Linked DNA regions of Mus musculus: region 2 is linked to region 1. The links are chromatin contacts, called in public HiChIP or PLAC-seq maps. All regions are on one chromosome and are shown on one strand. The core of a region is the stretch at or near the end of the contact, and the rest is flanking DNA. Distances in the headings are between cores, read along the strand shown.

Region 1 (4,964 bases), core at 1,586-4,085:
TTTTGCCACGATGATCGCCAATGTCTCCATTGATTCCTTCTTCAGCAAAGGTCCCTGGCAGATGGACCCCATAGGCTCACAGAGACTTGTGGCCTTGTTGGAGGAACTATGTCACTGGGGGCAGGCTTTGAGGTTTCAGATGTTCCAGCCAGGCCCAGCATCATCCTCTCTCTCTGCTGCCTGCAGATCGAGATGTAAAACTCTCAGCTCCTTCTCCAGCACCAAGTCTGCCTGCAAGCTTCCATGCTTCCTACTCTGATGATAATGAACTAAACCTCTGGAACTGTAAGCCAGCCCAATAATAAATCTAATTATTAATTATATATAAATATACAGTATCTATAACTTATAATATTTAAAAGTTGCCACGGTCATGATGTTTTTCACAGCAATAGAAATCCTAACTGAAACAGTATCAAGAAGGTTAACCCATGATTTTAAAATTACTGTCACTTCTGGTAAACTTCATTAGGCTGATACTCAATTGACTAATGTTAGGATCTCCTGCTCAAAGGAAACGCAAGTATACTTGAATTCTGAAATGTCTGTTTTCCTTTTTCCTTCTTCTGCACTCCCCTCTTCCTGTAGTTATTGATACAGTAAGTCTCTGTTGCTGACTACAGTCCTGGTTTCTTACTTCTTTGTTTTCATTTGGTTTTTAGGTTTAGATGAATTGATTGATTGGTTGATTGATTGATTGATTGATTTTGGTATTTTTTGAGGCAGAGTTTCTCAGGCAGTTTTGACTATCCTGGAACTTACTTTGTAGACCAGGCTGGCCGGCCTCAAGCTCACAGAAATCTGCCTGCCTCTCTGCCTCCAGAGTCCTGGAATTAAAGTCATAAAATTTGGATAATTTTTGAGACATGTTAAAGCTGCCTTTTAACTCCTTTTGTAGCCTAGACTAGCCACAAACCCAAGAGTGTCATGCCTCTGCCATGTAAGAGCTGGGATTACAGGCATACACTATCACATTGGGCTCCTGCATCTTTATGTGTGCAATTCTCTCTCTTGTTTAGAATGGTCTTTTTAAAGATTTACTTATTTATCTTATGTGTATGAGTACACTATAGGTGTCTTCAGACATACCAGAACAGGGCATCAGGTCCTGTTACAGATAGTTGTGAGCCACCATGTGGTTGCTGGGATTTGAACTTAGGACCTCTGGAAGAGCAGTCAGTGCTCTTAACCACTGAACCATCTCTCTAGCCCTAGAATGTTCTTTCTAAATGATCCACACATCCTTCAGCATTCACCCCTCAGCACACTGGCATAGGGATTAAAAGCCAACAAAGGCCACACCTCCCTATAAGCCTATTTCTTTCAAACCACCACAAATCCCAATAGAAAGCAATGTGTGTCTGCTAAGAACAACCTGATCCTGCACGTGGCAGTTCTGGAAAACTCCACCCGTGGAAATTCGTGGAAGTCCCCTGGGTAGCAGGAAACAGGATGATGCTATTGTTTATTAAAAGAAAGAACTGGATATAAGCTGGAATGCAGGTCAGTTGATAGTGTTATCTAGCATGCATGAAGCCCTGGGTTTGATCCCTTGCACTGACTCAAACTGGGCATGGTGGCACACACCGTGCAAAACACTTGGGTGGAGGAATAGAAACAGAATAATCAGAAGTTGAAGATCAGCTATGCCTGCAAGGCCAACCTGGGCTAAATAGGAGCTTGTCTGCAACAACAACAACTACAACGAACTTAGCCTACCATTGTATTTGACTTTGCTGTACCAAGGACTGAAAACAGAGTTTCACACACACTGGGTAAGTGCTCTACCACTGAGCTACATCCGCAGTATAACTTTGGACAAGTTATTTCTCTGAATCTAAACTTCCTTCTTACATAAGAGTGTCTACTCCTTAATTTGGTAAGGAACGCAGTTACCATGTATACAAAGGTACTCTGTAAGAACCCAGCTTAATCAGCCTCATTAAATTTTATCAACTTAATTTTTTTGTTCCATTTATTTTTATCGGGATTGGAGATGCAGCTACATGCAAATGAGGGTCAGACAACAATTTTCTGGAGTCTTATTTTTCTCCTTCTACATCTGCATGGACTCTGGGGATCAAACTCAGGGCCTAAGATTTGCACAGCAAACGCTTTATTCACTGATCCATCTCGCTGGTCCAAATATTACCCACTTTCAGGAACTGGGAATAAGAATACTTTTATTATCACTGATCTTTGATTTCACTAGGTAAGCAGGCTTTTAGGAAAGGTTGCTTTGTTGTTCAAGGCCTTGCTGCTTTAGGGAGGGATCAATTCTCATCTATTTAGATTACTGACTGAGGACACAGCAAGGAGGCTGGGTAACCGTACTCCAGTGCTCTCTCTGTCCAGAGTAAGATTCACAGTAGCTAGAGGAAATCACTGGTCAGCCGTCGCCATGACAACATCAGACCGTCCTCCGGTCCATCAACGGAAGGGGGCGGTGTCTGGAGAGTAGATCGCCTAGGTGGCCACGCGTGCCTGGGTCGCATGCAGCCCAGAGGAGTCCTCGGGTGCCAGGCAGGCACTGCTTCCTCTGTCCGCACGGGGGCGACGCAGAGCTGAGCTCCGCGCGTGCGTGGGAGCCAGTGACCGCACTGGGTCCTCTGGGCCCGAAACTGGAAGCTCCCACAGGCTCCCCTCCAAGCGTCTGATCTGACGTCGTCCACGACACACGACAGCCTCTCCCAGGACCGCCCAGCTCATGTACGGCTCTGACCCGACCATCACAGCCCTCACCGAGGCCGACACCAGACCCAAGCTTCCCAGGGACCAGCTTTGGCTATCGCCAGTCCCAGGAGGCCCAGGGAGCACGCGCACGCACGTGTGTGGGCGGGGCTTCAGGTTGGAACGCCCCCTCAGGGGCGGGGTCATAATCTGGGGAGCGCGCGGGGTGATGGGAGCAGTAGCCACGCGGAAGCCAAGCGAGCACGGGGCTGATTTACAGGGCACCACGTGGCTTGGTGGGTTTGGGTGCTCGATGCTGGCCCTAGGGTATCTCGGAAATGGGCTCCAGTCGTGCCATGTGTCGGAACGCGGCTTGGGGGAGGACATACAGGACAGTCCTGGGGCCCAGTCTGGGACTAGATCTAGGTCCTTGGTTTATAGAGTTAGTCGGAGGTCCTTGGTGTGTCATCCACGCTTTAACATTCCAGCCATTGCCCAGGCTTGTCACTTGGCGGCACCCTCCCGCCACTCACAGCAGGATATGCCCTTCTCAGAACCCAGCCAAACAGAGAGGCTCATGAGCGCTTCATCTTCAGTTTCAACAAGATTAGGTTGCCAGGCATGGTGGCTCATGCCTGTCATTCCTGGGGCGGGAAGGTCTTGGAGCCCAGCCCTGGCTACATAGTGAGTTCCTGGCTTTTTGAATACAAAGTGAGACCCTGTGTTAAAGAACTAAAACAAACAAAACCGAACAAGCATCCAAAACCTAAAACAAGCAAGCTAGACAGATAGAGGTGAGTTCTCCCGAGTCCGTTTGTGACTCCAGCAGTTTCCCTTACAGGGAGGGCTGGGGGACAGCCTCAGCAACTTAACACTGAATGCTATTGTTAACTGAAGTGCACCAGGGATAGGAGGGAGATGCATTTTCTTTCTGTTTTCTGGGGTTCAGCATAGACTGGACGTACCAATAAACCCTGCCTGCTCGCTCGTTCTCTCTCTCTCTCTCTCTCTCTCTCTCTCTCTCTCTCTCTCTCTCTCTCTCTCTCTCTCTCTCCCTCCCTCCCTTCCTCCCCCCCCCTTTTAATATGAGGCCCTGGCACAGCGAAAGTTAAAACATTTAAAATGTAATTCTAATTCATAAATCTTTTTAAAAATTAACCTTACAAAAACCAATTTAAGCCGGCCATAGTGACACAGGACTTTAATCTCAGGACTTGGGAGGCAGAGGCAAGCAGATCTCTGAGGTTGAAGCCAGCCTGGTCTACAGAGCACTCAGAGAAATCATGCCTTAAAAAAAAAAAAAGTGAGGCTATGCCAGTGCCTGGCAAATACAGAAGTGGATGCTCACAGTCATCTATAGGATGGAACACAGGGCCCCCAATGGAGGAGCTAGAGAAAGTACCCAAGGAGCTGAAGGGGTCTGCAACCCTATAGGTAGAACAACAATATGAACTAACCAGTACCCCCAGAGCTCGTGTCTCTAGCTGCATATGTAGCAGAAGATGGCCTAGTTGGCCACCATTGGGAAGAGAGGCCCCTTGGTCTTGCAAACTTTATATGCCCCAGTACAGGGGAACGCCAGGGCCAAGAAGTGGGAGTGGGTGGGTAGGGGAGCAGGGCCGGGGGTGGGGGTATAGGGACTTTTAGGATAGCATTTGAAATGTAAATGAAGAAAATATCTAATAAAAAATTTGAAAAAAAAAGAGAGAGAACTTTCAGGTTTTGTTTTGTTTTGAGACGGGATTTCTCACTGTGTAGACCAGGCTAGCCTTGAACTCAGATTCGCCTGCCTCTTTCTCCGAGCATTAGGATTAAAGACATGAACTGCCTTGTAGAACTAAAAGTCCTCATCCTTTTACTTTTTTTTTTCACACACAGTATTTTTGTGTTTACCGGCTTGAGAGATCCTACATATATAAATAAGAAGAGGTCACATGCCTATGGTTGACTCAATCTATACTGTCCTGTGTTTGTGTCAATACATAATAGATAGGATTGTTATTTAAAGAGTCGGTATTTCCAGAAAATGAACATTTACAATTCAGTTAGTCCACCAGTAATGAACTCTTAGTTTGGGCCTGTGCTTATAACAATATAACAGAACTACGTGATCACTGTCAACAGTTTTAGAGGGAATATTGGTAAGAACCAAGAAAGTCATCAAGATTAAGTCTCCTTGGTTACTTGCTCTCCTCCAGCCTGCATTGGCTTGCTTATTTGGTTCTGGTTTGGTTGATAGGGTCTCTCTGTGTAGCCCTGGTTGGCCTGGAACTCCCTCTTTAGACCAGGCTGGC
Region 2 (4,964 bases), core at 1,720-4,219, 110 kb before region 1:
TCTCATGGTCTCCATGGACAGGGGAGGACCCTGAGTCACATAATGCTTCATGGTGCTGCCCCCAATCACAGAGCTGTAAGAAACACAGGCAATGTGGCTGAATCTTTCTCTTATGAAAGTGCAAAGTTGGTGCGCATGCTAAATCTCAGCACTCGAGAGATGGAGGCAGAGAATTAGGACTTCGTAGTTATTCTTGGCTATATAGCCAATCTGAAGTCAGCCTAGGCTACATGGGGCCCTGCTTCAAAACTCCAACAAAAAAAAGTACTCTTCAATAATGGAACTAATTTTAAATTATTAGTATATACATTACTTTCTCTTCTACTCTGGTCTTCTTGTATTCAAAGATATTATCTTTCTTCACGACCAAAACTTGTTTTCCCCCCCTGAAACTGGGCCTGCAATGCCTTAAATGTTCTGGTAGAATCATTTACTCCAAGAAATGTCTTCCTTAGTATTCAAGAAATATTCAGAGCTAGAGAGATGGCTGAGTGGTTAAGAACACTGACTGTTGTCCGAGGATTTAAGTTTGGTTCCCAGAACCCCAATTTGATGGCTTACAACCTTACAACACTTCAGTTACAGGGGATCCAGCTTCTGGGGGCAGCTGTACACATATGACATACAAAACCACATACAAATTAATACAAATTTAATTTAATTTAAAAAAAAAGAGAAAGATTAAGGCAAGCAATGTAATAGGCACCTGTAATTTCAGTTCCAAGGAGGCAGAGGCAGAAGACTACAGTGCGATTAAGGCCAGCATGTGCCATGAAGCAACGCCTTGTCTTAATCAAAAGCAATAATAAAATGTCTATTTGTCTCATGTGTGTCAGGAGACTTCGGAGGAGAATCAGGCTTTTTTTTTTTTTTTTTTTTTTTTTAAGAACTTGGACCTAAGAACGCAGGAAAGATGCAAAGCAGGAAAGTATTGATGTTTCAGCACCAGGGACAGAGCTACGGGCGCTCTCAGCACCCTGGACAGAGCAAGTGATCATGCCTGCATGCCTGCGGGGGAAACCCAACCTTGTTGGAGGCTGACCAAGAGAAGCCTGGACGTTCACCTCGTCTTTCTTCTTCCCTTCAGAAGACCTCAACCACCAACGTATGAACCTCAAGAGCAACTGTATAAGGAACAGATATTGTTAACGGGAGCGGGTTGTATAAATAAAATGACTTTGGTTGATACACTCGGACAACTCCAAAAAGATCTAACAGTCCCTAGCTGGGAATAGGACACTCTTAATGATACTTAAAAATTACAGCTTAGTAGCACAAGGCTTGCCATAGTCTTTTTCATCCCTCAAAGTCCTATCTCATACTTTTTATGCGCATGCAAACATTCGTAGAAAAGAGAACAACAGTATTCCTCACAGTCATCTCCTATTCCATCGTCCATTTCTCTACACCATCATCTTTTTTCTGTCTTAGATACGCACTTGCTTATGAGCGTGCATGTATGTATGTATGCACAACTGCAGCGTGTGAACCACAAGAGATTCTACACACTTGTGGAGAAGACTGAATTCAGGATAAGCTGATGCCCCTGAAAGCAGGCTCTGTCCCTTTAAATGGGTTGTAGCTGTGGGGGAGGGGAACTGACCGGAGCTGGCATTGTCCAGTTTGAACTGAGCACCGGAAGTGAAGGGGCAGGGCCAGGGCCGTGCACTGAGCCCCGGGCCATTGTCCATCTCTGACCAGGGCAGTGGCCACCCCTCTGGTCCACCCTCTTTATCTTCTAGTAGGGAGTTTACCTCTTTAAATGAGAAGCCTCTCTCTATCCAGTCTTTTCACCAGTCATACTACCCGAAGGGTAGCTCAATTTAGGATGGTGACTGAGAACAGGAGGGTCTGGGAATTAGAGTGTCCCGGGTCTTGGAGGAAGTGCCTCCACCCACCAATCTATTCTCTTCCACCAACGGATGGGACAGGACGGGACGCGGCAGGCAGGGGCCCGATGAGAACACAGCTACCACAGAGGGCATTCTTCGAGGTTTCCACATGCTCTCTCAGGGAGCTGTACCTGGAAGCAACTTTAGGTGTAGGCTTAGGAGGGAGCGAAGGACTCTTTGCACAGAATCAACTAGGAGCTTGTTTCTCACTGGGACAAACCCAGAGAAACTGTTGTTGAAATTTGGAGATTGAGGCATCCAGTAGCACCCAGAGACAGGCCGAGTTTGAGAGGCAGCACCTAGGTTAAGACAGATCAGCTCGGTGGGGTCTCCAGCCGCTTCCTTGCACCCCTATCCCGGCTTCCTAATGTCCAGAACTCCAGGTCTATCTAAGCACACGGAGGTGGGGGGTGAGAGCAGGTCAGCGCCAAGCAGCCGGGTCAGCTCTGAGGCCTGAGGGGAAAGAGGGGGAGGGGCGCTGAGGGGCTGGGGGAGGGGGAGGGCTCATCCATTTCTCCCTTGACAGGTGGTTTGTGTTTCTGATTGGACAGCGCCACCAGGCTCACACCTCCCTCCCCCAACTCTCTGGAATGTATAATTATCTGCCCGGGGGGTGGGGGTGGTGTGTGTGTGTGTGTGTGTGTGTGTGTGTGTGTGTGTGTGTGTGTGTGTGTGTGGTCACGTGGTTATAAAACTACCCCCCCCCCGTTCCCCCCCACCTGTGTCCGCTTTGGATGCCCGCATTGAGTCCTCAAAGTGCAGGATCCCAAATTCTGGGGTACTGAAGACTTCCAGTGCAAAAGATCCCCATCTCCAGATGTGTGTATGTGGAGGGGGTGTCAAATCTCAAGGTTCTGGGAAGGGACACCCCAGAGGTGTCAGAGACCAGAGCAGTGGGGGAGGGCCGAAGCCAGAGCCAGAGGGAAAGGGAGGGGTAAGGAGAGAGGGGAGGGGAGGGGGCTGCCCGCGGGGGGTTGGGTCATTGTCTTTTAGAATTTGGGAGCCTTTGAAAAGCCGTGGGCCCTCCCACCGCTATTGTGCGGGGGAAGATGTAGCAGCCTCTTCTCCGAACCACCCCTTTGCCTCCGGACTTCTCTGGGGCCAGCAGCCGCCCGACCTGGGGCCCGGGGCCACGGGCTCAGCAGACGACCATGGGCTCGGTGTCCAACCAGCAGTTTGCAGGTTCGAGCTTGCGATTCAGCGGGCACACCTTAGGGTGCAGGGAGCCCAATGTCTAAATAGAAGGGAGGTGGGAAAGTGTCCCACGGACTTGTCCGCGGGACCCCCAAGTCCCTATGGCCTCCTGCTTCTGGGGGCCATCTCTGGACTAGGGAACCCTGGTGTTCCAGTGGCTTGTACACCGAGCCCGTGGGGGCGGAGGGAGAGAAGAGGAGGGGCCTGTCCCTCCGCGTGTGCACGGGCAACTTGTTGTGGGAAGACAAGCAAAACTTTTGGGGCGTCAGCATCCTCTGTGTAAGCTTGGGGAGGCAGCCAGGACAGGTTTCTTCTTACCAGCTGCTTGGTAGCTGCCTCCTCCTGGGTGTCTATCCGCGGGCTGACCACCGAGATCTCCCAGACGGGTCCCTGAGAGGGCCTGCGATCCCTTGGCCCCCAGCTGATCACCTGGCCCTCCCTATCTCCAGGTGGCTGCGCCAAGGCAGCGGAGAAGGCGCCAGAGGAGGCGCCGCCTGACGCGGCCCGAGCGGCAGACGAGCCGCAGCTGCTGCACGGGGCCGGCATCTGTAAGTGGTTCAACGTGCGCATGGGGTTCGGCTTCCTGTCTATGACCGCCCGCGCTGGGGTCGCGCTCGACCCCCCGGTGGACGTCTTTGTGCACCAGGTGAGACTCATTCTGGAACTTTGCTAGGGGAAAAAAAAGAAAAAGGCTGGGAGTTCCGAGGTACGGCCTTGGCTGGTGGCCCCTCCTGTCGGATTGGAGGAGATAAATACCCCTCATTGTGCGTCCCCATATTTTTCGGGACACCCCAGTTTTGAGTTTGTAGTAACTGCAGTTGTGCGAGGAGGCACTGCTGACTACCAGCACCCCCTCCCCGCCCCCTTCCGGGAACCCCTCCGGCTTACCACGTGTCTATTACCTCTTTCCCCTGGGAAGGGAGCAGGGGGCAGGGAGGTGACCCCATGTGGCAGAAACTAAGGTTGTATTGTGCTTGCCGGTGGGGGAGGGCCAGCAGGCCGACCAGGGAAGCACATGCAGGGCCTGAGCCGGGCGTTAGCGCCCTGAGTTCTAAAGGTCTGAGTCTAATTCATAGGGAGGAGAGAGTGTGAGCCATTTGCTACCCAACCTACGGGCGTGAACCTGCGACGTCAGGTTCTTCCCGTTTCAATGCAGACCTCAAGTCAGGTGGCCACCCAAAGCCAGGTCCTGTAGCCAGTGTAGGTTTGGCAGGTCCCGGAAGGATCAACGTGTGAGCTGAAAAGCTCCCCTAGAGGTCTGGCTACAGATCAGGGCTGGCAGGCACCTCTAGCTGTCCACCCGGTTCTGCCAGGAAGGAAGACCTTAAGATCCCAGGCCTTCATTCCTTGGCCGTGGCAATCCCAAGTTCGCAGTTAAAGAAGGGCTACACAGTAGGGAGTGAAATTCAGTGTCGAGGGGGCAGGCGGTAGAGGAAGACTGGCCTCTGGCCCTATTCTCCTCAGCTTGGCATTTATGGCCCCAGACAGCCATTGATTGCTGTCCCTAACATTCCTAACCCTAAACAAGGAAGAGAGTAGAGCCTTCAGGTTTCCCTCTTCCCGGCCATTCCCTTTCTTAATATCCTACCGGGGGCGGGGTGTGTGTGTGGGGGAGTGGTACCATTCCACGCTGGAAAGGAAGTTACTGCTCCTGCCCTTTTCCACATTTGGTGGGTTAAGGCTGGGCCAGGAAAGAAGAAAATTGCTAATCCCTGGCCTGCGAGCTTGACACCCGGGCCGGGCAGGGAGGGGTTACTTCAGGGAGGTTAGCTTTAGGAGCTGTGGGGGAGGGGAAAGGAGGATGTGGGGATTAAGGGTTGGAGCCTGAGGGATGGCGTTCTTGAGGGGGAGGGGTGGGGAAGGAGATGCTGGGTGGAC

What was found. HiChIP or PLAC-seq counts read pairs in DNA pulled down with a chosen protein or histone mark.
Region 2: an H3K4me3 HiChIP or PLAC-seq map of embryonic stem cells shows a contact between it and region 1, with 24 read pairs. The contact joins the promoter of Lin28a here to the enhancer-like site in region 1. A contact is called at or near these places in 8 of 484 Hi-C or Micro-C datasets (the G1E-ER4 cell line, embryonic fibroblasts, embryonic stem cells and 1 more), 5 of 115 datasets of contacts at active chromatin or transcription factors (effector CD8 T cells, embryonic stem cells, extraembryonic endoderm stem cells and 1 more) and 2 of 9 other capture datasets (adipose tissue and liver).

The regions. Positions count from the first base shown.
Region 1 is chr4:133,908,647-133,913,610 of GRCm38.p6, reverse strand. No RefSeq gene overlaps it. Among named protein-coding and RNA genes, the nearest start is that of Rps6ka1, 23 kb to the right of the region's middle. Within about 2 kb of position 2,835, at least 347 of the 459 cell types and tissues checked have an H3K27ac peak or open chromatin away from gene starts, as enhancers often do. A contact at or near this core is called in adipose tissue, effector CD8 T cells, embryonic fibroblasts and 4 more, where this site is marked.
Region 2 is chr4:134,016,821-134,021,784 of GRCm38.p6, reverse strand. It overlaps Lin28a (lin-28 homolog A (C. elegans)), which reads left to right and starts at 2,969. Exons shown (of 4, transcript NM_145833.1): 1 at 2,969-3,074; 2 at 3,536-3,732. The coding sequence starts at 3,044.